Regions from separate parts of the Sus scrofa genome. Here region 1 is linked to region 2. A link is a contact called in public Hi-C data. All regions are on one chromosome and are shown on one strand. Each heading gives the region's core, a stretch centred on a gene start, on an enhancer-like site or on the middle of the called end of the contact. The rest is flanking DNA. Distances are from core to core; before and after follow the strand shown. Region 1 has its middle 91 kb from the start of IFNGR1. Region 2 has its middle 100 kb from the start of OLIG3.

Evidence for each region. A called contact is a pair of places that touch in the nucleus more often than the background predicts.
Region 1: a contact with region 2 is called in a Hi-C map of alveolar macrophages, with 3 times the contacts expected there. The contact joins two enhancer-like sites. A contact is called at or near these places in 13 of 47 Hi-C or Micro-C datasets (alveolar macrophages, brain, embryonic fibroblasts and 8 more) and 2 of 2 datasets of contacts at active chromatin or transcription factors (alveolar macrophages and skeletal muscle).

The regions. Positions count from the first base shown.
Region 1 is chr1:26,943,422-26,948,708 of Sscrofa11.1, forward strand. No RefSeq gene overlaps it. Among named protein-coding and RNA genes, the nearest start is that of IFNGR1, 91 kb to the right of the region's middle. Within about 2 kb of position 1,745, at least 3 of the 83 cell types and tissues checked have an H3K27ac peak or open chromatin away from gene starts, as enhancers often do. A contact at or near this core is called in alveolar macrophages, where this site is marked.
Region 2 is chr1:26,696,756-26,701,904 of Sscrofa11.1, forward strand. No RefSeq gene overlaps it. Among named protein-coding and RNA genes, the nearest start is that of OLIG3, 100 kb to the right of the region's middle. Within about 2 kb of position 3,131, at least 18 of the 83 cell types and tissues checked have an H3K27ac peak or open chromatin away from gene starts, as enhancers often do. A contact at or near this core is called in alveolar macrophages, where this site is marked.

The sequences.
Region 1 (5,287 bases), core at 495-2,994, 250 kb after region 2:
TTAACAGATGGTTTAGTGGTGTGTCAAAACCTAAATAAGGAGTTCCCATTGTGGTGCAGTGGAAAACGAATCCAACTAGGAACATGAGGTTTCGGGTTCGATCCCTGGCCTCAATCAGTGCGTTAAGGATCTGGCATTGCCATGGCTGTGGTGTAGGCCGGTGACTACAGCTCTGATTAGACCCCTAGCCTGGGAACCCCCATATGCCGTGGGTGCAGCCCTGAAGAGAAAAATATAAAATAAAATAAAATAAAATAAAATAAAATATAAAAAATAATAAAAGCATTAGAAGTGTACTCATTAATAAATGCCACTATGTATGCACCGCTAGCTTGCTCGCTAAAAACCAACTACTCGTGGAAGAAAAAAATAAAGATACTTCATGTTCCTATCTTACATGAGTCTCTCTAATACAAAAAAGCATTGAGACTGAGTCTATAATGTTGACCGCACGGTTCAGGATTGCATTGTTACATTTGATTCTCTGTTGATGGCAGAGGGGCTTCTCGGAATCTAATGTGAAAAATCAAGTTGTGTTTTCCATGGGGCAATTCCTATAAGCAAAATTTTAAACACACTTTTAATAAAAACCTATGAACATGTAATGCTTTCCGGTTGATATGGCTAGATGAAAAACCATTAATTTTTTTTGCATGGAAAATTTATGACCACAAAGTCAGGATATATCAAAGAGTTTGGCCAAGGCACACCAATAAAGCATTCACCTACTGGGTTATATTAAAACAGGCCAAGATAAAAGTAAAGTTAGTTCATTTCTTCCCATCACAACAAAAAGGTTGATAAAGAACATACTTGATATCAAACAGAGCTTCCTGCTGGCTTCAGTTACCTGGGAGTTTGGAGCCTGTGGTTTGAATAATGTTTTCCCTACAATAGGAATGACAGCAGAAGTGTGGAGAGACGGATGGGGCTTCCTGCAGGCTCAGCTTTTAGAGTTCAAACTCATTCTTTATTCCCAAGTAGAAACGATAACAAATGTGTAAATAAATAGTCACTGATCTTCTGATGTTCCTTTTTCAGTGCTGGGAATTACATGACAGTTCCCCTAGCAGAGGTGAGCTGACTTGCATCAAACTGCATTCTGTAAGTTTTCAAAAGAGTTAGCAAAGAATTAGTTTTTCATAATTTCACTTGAAAATAAATGTCTGTACGTGGGATTCCTGAAGAAATAGGGTTTAGGCAGCTAGGGCATTGACTAAAGATGTTTCGATGATGAAAAACATTAAACTTATAATACTAATGGACTTTACACATGCCTAAGTTCTAATTTTAATAACTATGGCTTTAGCTCCTCAATTCTGAAAAACATTTGGCCAGAAAAATGAAATTTTAACAAAAACATTTAAATTTTAATATGAAATATAATACCTATACTAACATTCATACTTTTTGGTCCACAAGGAATGCTTAGATAGCAAAGAGGTATCTACTTGATGTTCAGATACTTAGCTACTATTTATCTGATTTTCAAACGAGTCAATAAAAGTACAGAGAATACATTTTGTAATCATACACTTTGCCCTCTGTTTCCAACCATTAGAATGCAAATTATATTACCAGTCCAATTTTTTAAATCTATGTAGTTCCTATGACTTAGCAGTTAAGTTTCAAGTAATGCCCGGAGGAAAATACTTTAACTTCTGATAAACTAGCCTGTAAGTTATAGGCAAGTGGAGACAAAGGAAATTTCAGCATAGGTCTGATTGAGCTGTAGAGCAATTCTGAGTGACCACCAGAGGGCAGCATCCTCCAATGGTTGTGGGCCGGGGAGCGGCGAGGGTAGAATGGAATTTAGCTGAATCTATTTAATAATTCAAAGTCTCATACAGTTTACTAATTTCCCGAATCGAAACCCAAAAGTGTGAGAGCAAGGATTTCTTTCTTAAACTTAAAAAAAGTTTGGGTTTTTTTAAAGTTGTTTTAAATTTGAAAAAAATCCGAAACAGAAATAACACTTTATAGCACTTAACCATGTGCCCAGCACTGTTCTAAGTGCTTTATGTGTATTAATTAACTTAGTCCTCATAACAACCCTGCAATGTGCATACAGTTATTACCCCCAATCTTTCAGATATGGAAATGGAGGCATAGAGAGCTTCAGTCCCTTGCTCAAGCCAAGTGGTGGAGTTGGGATTCAGACCAAAGCAGTTGGTCCCAGAGTCCAGGCATAAGACATCGCTATTAGAATTGAGACTTTTCTCCTCCACTGAGTCATTAGGCCTCTCTGATAAACTGTGGTCAGGAGAGTAAATTCTTCCTCTCACCCTATCTTCTTGAAAGATACAATTCCATTTTTTCTCTTATTGTCCATAATAATAACTCATCTGTATTTTTTTTAATGCATTTTGTGGGAGTTCCTGCCGTGGCACAGTGGTTTAAGAAATTGCAGAGGTTCAGGTCACTGAAGAGACACGGGTTCGATCCCCATCCTGGTGAGGTGGGTTAAAGGACCTGGCATTGCAGCAGCTGTTGCATAGGTCACAGCTGCAGTTCAGATTCAGTCCCTAGCCTGGGAACTTCCATATGCCACACGTATGGCCACCAAAAAAAAAAAAAAAAAAAAAAGTTTTTGGTATTTCATTGAAATTCACACCATTATACATGTATCTATCCTATTACTCTTCCCAGAGATAATGAGGTCCATTTTAAGTTTTGAGTTTTCAGAAGGCACAAACCTAAATGTGCACAAAAATAAAGACTGGAGCCTCTGCCAGCACTGGGCCCATAAACTGATTAAACCAACAGCCCACATATGGTGGGAAAGAAAGAATATCTACAAAGGAATATATTATTAAATCCTCATCATGATGTCGGGAAAAAAGCGACCAAAGAACTACTACTGATTTCAAGTTAAAATAGAATTGACTAATCAAAAATCTAAGATCTAAACAACTTGAAGTTCCAACCCTTATAAAAGACAGAAATAGCAAATTGATATGAAGTAATTCCGTGGAGAAAGCTATTCCTTCATTCACTCACTCATTCATTTGACAATTATGAAGTGTTAGAGGCACAAGGAGTAACATCTCCACAGAGCAGAGCCTTGAAGTAGGAGTAGGATTTTCCTAGAAGTGGAAAAGAGGGAGCGCTTCCTAGCAAAGGGATCAATAAAAGCCAAGTCCAGGGTAATGGAAGAGCAGGGTGTGTTTGGGGAATAGCAAAAAGGCGTAATTGGCTGAGGCTTGTGGTCTGTGGAGGGAGATGGGGCTGCAAACCTAAAGGGCAATGGCTGTGAAGAACCTGGAAGGAAAATCTTAAGAGGGGACTCGGCGTTTTTCTTGTAGGAAACGGAGAAAGAGTGGATTAAATTCTAAAGCTGAACTAAAGTGCACATCGAGTATGCAAGTAAAAGGTCAGCTTTGGATGTGGTCTTGAGATTCACGTGAATGACGGAACAATGAGTTCCTTTAGGTTCACAGATGCTACCGGATCGGGAAAGCAGGCTAACATTTTAATTGTCTTGATGGGAGAAGCAACGATTAAAAAGTAGTAAGTTAATATCTATGAAATAGAAATGGACCCACAGACATAGGGAACAGGCTTGTGGCTGCCAAGGGGAAGGCGAGGCAGGAGAGGGTTGGACTGGGAGTTTGATATTAACAGATGCAAACTACTGCGCATAGGATGGATAAAGAACAAGGACCTACTGCATAGCACAGGGAACTATACCATATCTTACAATACGCCATAATGGAAAAGAATGTGAAAAAGTATATATATGTATAACTGAATCACTTTGCAGTACAGCAGAAACGAACACAACATTATAAATCAATTATATTTCAGGAGCGCCCATCATGGCACAGCGGAAACGAATCCAACTAGGAATTATGAGGTTGCAGGTTCAATCCCTGGCTTCACTCAGTGGGTTAAGAATCCAGCGTTGCTGTGAGCTGTGGTGTAAATCACAGATACGGCTTGGATCTGGCATTGCTGTGGCTGTGGTGTAGGCCGGCATCTGTAGCTCCAATTAGACCCCTAGCCTGGGAACCTCCATATTCTGTGGGTGGCGCCTTGAAAAGAAAAATATCCTTTTTTTTTTCTTTTCAAATTTAAAAGAAAGAAAGTAAAGACAAAAGAGGAGAGGAAATAAGTTAGGACCAAATAAGGGCATTTAAAGAAAAGCTAAAAGAAGTAATGTCACCAGAACATGCACGGAATGTTAGAAAATGACCATCTGTTTGCCAGTTAAAATCCATCAGTCTCAGACCAGCAGAATGATCAAGAGCACCCAGATATCTACATCAGAACTTTCTGAACATAAACACGTGCCCCTCAAGCATTTTGAATGCCTACTATGTTCAAGGCCCTTTGCTAGGAGTGAGTAATCAAAGACAACATGCTTGCCATCAAGTCTGAAGTTGTACAGGCACAGGGAAGAGGGGACAATTGAACAAATCATTGCTCTGCAATTGAGACATTCAAATGAAGAGCTGTCTGCACAGTCTCGTGATAGTAGAAAATAGGGCCCTCTTCATTCAGAAGGTTTCCCAGGTTATTGTTCTCTGGAACTCTTAGGGTCAATTACGTTTATCCTTTCCTCCCCTCTTTTAGAAAATTCTATTTATCTCTCAAGACTCGTTTTTCTGAGGAGGTCACTAATTCTTCCTTCACCCCAGCTCTTAATAATCTCCAGCCTGCTGAGTGATTGTCACAATCCTGTTTGTGAGATAAATTGTGTGAGCTGAATTGGAGAGGAACACAACTCTAGACAGGTTACTGAGTGAGTTAGATTCCATTATTTGTTCTTAATTTTTATTCCCTGCCTACTTTTGTCACATTCACCGACAGGCATAGGATACTTCCTCACCCCAATATCTCGGAGCTTGGTCAAGAGACTCACTTTGGCCAACAGAATCCTACTGGGCATATGCCACTTCCAAGCAGAATCTTTGTAAGTGTGAGTGATAGGCCTCTGTCCCCCTTGAATTTCTGCCCTTGGCCATAAGATTAGCAACCCTCAGATAAAGCTGCTCCTTCAGCCTAGACCTCAGATTGAGAAGACCTAGAAAGCCCAGCCAAGCTCATCCAAACCCAACCTTGTCTAACCAAGCCCAAGGTCAACCTGTAATCCTCACCAAGTGTGAGCAAGAGATGAATGTTTGCTTTGTTAAACTACTAAGATTTGGAGATTGTTGTCCCAATAATTGTTGCCTCAGGCAAAATATTGTGAAAATCCAGGTGAGGGATAATTGTGACATCAATTACAGTAGTGACATTGAGCTTGCAAGAGTGAGGGCTATGTAGAGAGTGAAACAAACAAACA
Region 2 (5,149 bases), core at 1,881-4,380:
TAGTATTCCATTGTGTATATATACCACCTCTCCCGAATCCAATCATCTGTCGCTGGACATTTGGGTTGTTTCCATGTACTGGCTATTGTGAATAGTGCTGCAATGAACATGCGGGTGCACGTGTCTCTTTTAAGTAGAGTTTTGTCCGGATAGATGCCCAAGAGTGGGATTGCAAGGTCATATGGAAGTTCTATGTATAGATTTCTAAGGTATCTCCAAACTTTTCTCCATAGTGGCTGTAACAGTTTATATTCCCACCAACAGTGCAGGAGGGTTCCCTTTTCTCCACAGTCCCTCCAGCACTTGTTACAAAATCCTTTCTTGAGTGCAATATGACAGACAGCCAATATTAAACACACACACACACACACACACACACACACACACACACACCCCTCACAGAACTAGGGCTGTTCTGGTTGAAATGAAAGCAAGGGTGATAGGAGGATGGTGGCTGTCACTTTCCTTCTCCACACCCATCCCTGAGCCAAAGATATGCCTGTGGACGTCCAGGACTCTGTGGGCTATAGTTTAAATTCCACTCATCATACTATCCTTTTCACTTTATACTTCCCCTCCAGCATTTACTGACTACTTTGTCATTGTTTTATATTTATGCACAGGAAGGAAGTTCATAATAGTAACGATCCCATACAGTTTGAATATTTATTATGCACTGGCTTGCTTGCTAAGTGTTTTGCAGTCATTATTTCATTTAATCTACCCCAGGAAGTTATTGTCGCATCCCATTTTGGAGGGAAGAGAAACTTAAGTCTACATAACTTAAAAAAGCTTGCTTAGGCCAACACCTGGTAGATGGCAGAATGGGGATTCAAATCAGCAATGACCAAAGGCCTGGGCTTGCAATTAAAGTGGCAATCTGGATTGGGATTGATTCATCTTTGGTTGAGATTCTTTTTGTTTACAGGCATTTTTTTTTTCTTTTCATTTTGGTCTTTTTTTGTCTTTTTATGGCTGAACCTGTGGCATGTGCAAGTTCCCAAGTTAGCGGTCAAATCAGAGCTATAGCTGCCAGCCTACAGCGCAGCCTCAGCAGAACCTGAGCTGCGTCTGCAACCTACTTCAAGGCAACGCTGAATCATTAACCCACTGAGCGAGGCCAGGGATTGTACCTGCATCCTCATGGATACTAGTTGGGTTTGTTACCACTGAGCCACGGCAGGAACTCCTTATGGGCGTTTTTTAAAACTGCAAACTTCTCTAGGAGGGATTAATGGCTATCAATTATTTACATGCGAATCTGAACTCATTTTTCTCTGATTGCTTTACTCTTAGCTCTTCACTGTAGCTGAGAGGAACTTGGCGTAGTGACAAAGACATTCGTTGGAGTCAAACTGTTGGGCTTTGAGAATCTGCGGAGTCCTGGGCAAGCTATCTAACTCCTCTGTGTCTCAGTTTTTTCACTGGTAGAATGGACATTGTAATAAAACTCATCACATAGATATGTTGTGTGGATTAGATGAGTTGACTTATGTAAAGTATTTAGACATGCTTGGTGCATAGAATGCACTAAATATTTCTTTTTTCTTTTTATAGCTGCATGCTCGGCAAATGGATATTCCTGGGCTAGGGATCAAATTGGAGCTGCAGCTACTGGCCTACACCCAGCCATAACAATGTGGGATCTGAGCTATATTTTCGACCTACACCACAGCTCATGGCAACACCGGATCTTTAGCCCACTGAGTGAGGCCAGGGATTGAACCCACATCCTCATGGACACTATGTCGAGTTCTTAACCCACTGAGCCACCATGGGAACTCCTAAATAAATATTAACTATTATTATGAACTTCAGTGAAGGAAAATGTATTAAATTTGTTTTGATTGTCATTGTCTTTTGGAAAGGAGGGAAGTTAAATTTTCTGCGTGGTTTGGGTTGCTAGCTTGGGCGCCCAGGGCAGTTGTATTGGGAGGATCTGAGCATTTGGCAGAGGCTTTTACCCTGGCTGAAGAGCGATACAGGCAAGGGCATTAAAGAGCACATTTCAAAAATGTGCTTCAGGAGTTCCCATCGTGGTGCAGCGGAGGTGAGTCCAATTGGGAACCGTGGGGTTGCGGATTCAATCCCTGGCCTTGCTCAGTGGGTTAAGGATCGGGTGTTGCCGTGAGCTGTGGTGTAGCTTGCAGACATGGCTCAGATCTGGCATTGCTGTGGCTCTGGCATGGGCTGGCGGCTCTGATTGGACCCCTAGCCTGGGAACCTCCATGTGCCACGGGTTCGGCCCTGAAAGGACAAAAAAGACCAAAAAAAAAAAAAAAAAAAAAAAAAGTGCTTCAGATCTGCTGTCTCTGGGTCAGGGTAATAGAATCTTTGTTTCTTTCACTTCTCTCTTGTATCTCTTGTCTTCAGGTCTGGACTCAAGTTTGAGCTATAGATAAGCTGTACTATCTGTTAGGAAGGATTTTCTGAGCAGGCATGAGACTCTGGTGCTAACACAAATGAGAACATATTACCTCAACTCAAAACTTACTTTCCAATGAACAACTAGGTGTTTGGTCAGCTTTTCCCATCCAATTCTCAGGGCTCAGTCTCCAAAAAGAAAAGCTAAGGACACACAGAACAGAGGTCACTCACTGCCTGGAAGAAAGCACGGAAGCTCAGCCCTGAAGCAGGTGAGAAACCAAAGTTTCCTTCCCTTATAGGTTAAGAAGTTGACCTAAGCAGAGACTTTGGTTAAGGAATACGCTTCTGAGAGCGTTTCCAGGTTACCTCTCTGGATGGATGCTCCTAATGGAGGCAGAATCCAGTTTTTTTTTTTTTTTTTTTTCTTCCACTTTGCCAGATGATTTAGAACTGACTGTCCTTTATAACTAAATTCTGGTTAAGTATATAATCTTAATCAGCAAACCTGTTCTCAGATCACTAATTAAACATGAGCGGAAAATAAAAGACACAAAGATATATCATCTATAAGTTGATTTAAATTAATTTAACTTCTATAGGGATAAAGCTCCATGTGCCACTGGGGAAAGTCCTCTCAGAGGGCACAGGGGTCAGTTACAGATTTGCCCTCCCGCCCTTCCCCGCTGAACCTCTGCCCTGTCAGAGGAGACTACATTTCCCAGGCTCCCTTGCTGCTCTCTTTGGGCCATTGGGCCAGTGAGCGTCCCTGGTGGAGGACTGGAGGCACTAAAGGCACTGAAAGAAACTGGGTGCTTCCCAAGTCGTCTCTGAAGCCATGCTGCCCTGTGGCTCCAGTTCCCTCTGCCTAGCTCCTGCCACGGTGGTCCCAGCTCCTGGCAGGAGTCCTCATCCTTGTCCTAAACTCCTGCCAAACAGCCCTAGCTCATCACTTCCAGCAATTACACTTCCTCAATTGTAGAAGCAGCTTGCTGCTATCGCGAAGCTCTGGGTTACGACCAAGCTCGCATCTGGCTCCTCATCTCTCCCAATGTAACCAGTTTCCTGTATCTAACCCCTCAGTGTGAAAGAGCTACATGGGTTTCTGTTTTTGCCTTCCTTTTATTCTGGCATGTATCTAACTACTTCAGAGAGGAAGAGCTTTGGTCATTCTTTAGAGACAAGGAAGAGGAAGCACCATTTCCACTTACTATTTTTACCTTGTCTAGGACATATTATTTCTTCATTTTTGTCTCTCATAATAGATAGTTTTATGGAGCAAACAGTGACTCAGCAAATATTTCTTTTGTTTGTTTGCTTTTTTTTTTTTTAAGGGCCACATGTGCAGCATATGGAAGTTCCCAGGCTAGGGGTCCAACTGGAGTTGTTGCCACCAGCCTATGCCACAGCCACAGCAACGTGGGATCAGAGCTGCATCTGCGCCCTACACCAATAATTTCATAGCAACGCTGGATTCTTAACCCACTGAGCGGGACCAGGGATCGAACCTGCATCCTCAGGGATACTAGTCAGGTTCATTACCCTTGAGCCAGAATGGGCTCCTATGAATCAGCAAATATTTCTTAATACTTCCTTCCTTTCTTTCTACTAGGAGAGTTATGCTTAGCTCATTTCCATAACACACAAGTGCAGTTCATCCTAATAAAGGCAGCTGAAGCCTGAACTTTCTAGACTCTGGGTCTTTTCTTAGGCTTTTAAGATGTCTGCATCATTCTCTCTCACATGCAGACACAAGAATGGAGGCTGGGGCATGAATGCTGCCCCCTTAGAACCTTCCACGTCCTGCCTAAGTGCTTCACTGACCACTGTGAGCCCAGGAATCATCACAGGAGCAAGTAAGACCATGCTGCAGAAGGTACACTGACAGTATAGGTCCGTAATGGGCACTTGCCCATCTGTCGTATAGTTAGTTTTTTCCTTTTTAATAGAGTAGCTTTAGAGGCATTACAACATCTGAAGGGCCACACCAAAGGGGCCAGAGATGGCCTCATTAACAGAAGACTTGAAGATAGTCCTTACTCAGACACTCTAAGAGAGAGACGTGTGTTTTCTGTCCTTTAGAAAATGCCATTTTTTTTCTGGACGCCTTCCCTCCTTTCTTTCTTTCTTTTCTTTTCTTTTTTTTTTTTTTTTTTTGCTTTTTTTAGGGCTGCACCCATGGCATATGGAAGTTCCCAGGCTAGCGGTTGAATCAGAGCTGCAGCTGCCAGCCTATGCCACAGGCACAGCAACATGGGATCCGAGCCATGTCTGCGACCTACATCAACAGCTCATGGCAACGCCAGATCCTTAACCCACTGAGTGATGCCAGGGATCGAACCAGCATCCCCATGGATCCTAGTTGGGTTTATTACCACTGAGCCATGACAGGAACGCCTGTCTGGACATATTTCTAATGATTCTGCTTTAATAATCATATTTTACTTAGCTCTGAAAGAGTAAGTTTCTCTGATGAGCCACAGGAAAAATATCAGACTCTCAGCACATAATAGAAATAGTACAACTAAGCTTACAGAGTACTTTAGAATTTGCAAAGTACTTTCATAAACATTAGCTCAATCTTGCTGAGGGTTTGGAAAGTTGTTTTGGCAGTAAAAAAAAATTAAGACCTAGAGGTGCTGCCCTCAAATCATTTCAGAATTGAGATGAAATAACTTTTTAGGTACACCCTGCTCCTGTACAGGCAGTCATTTTCTTTTGATGTAATACTTGCTGCCTTTCAGGGAAATCCTTTATAACATTTGAGTCTTACTTTAACGGGGAG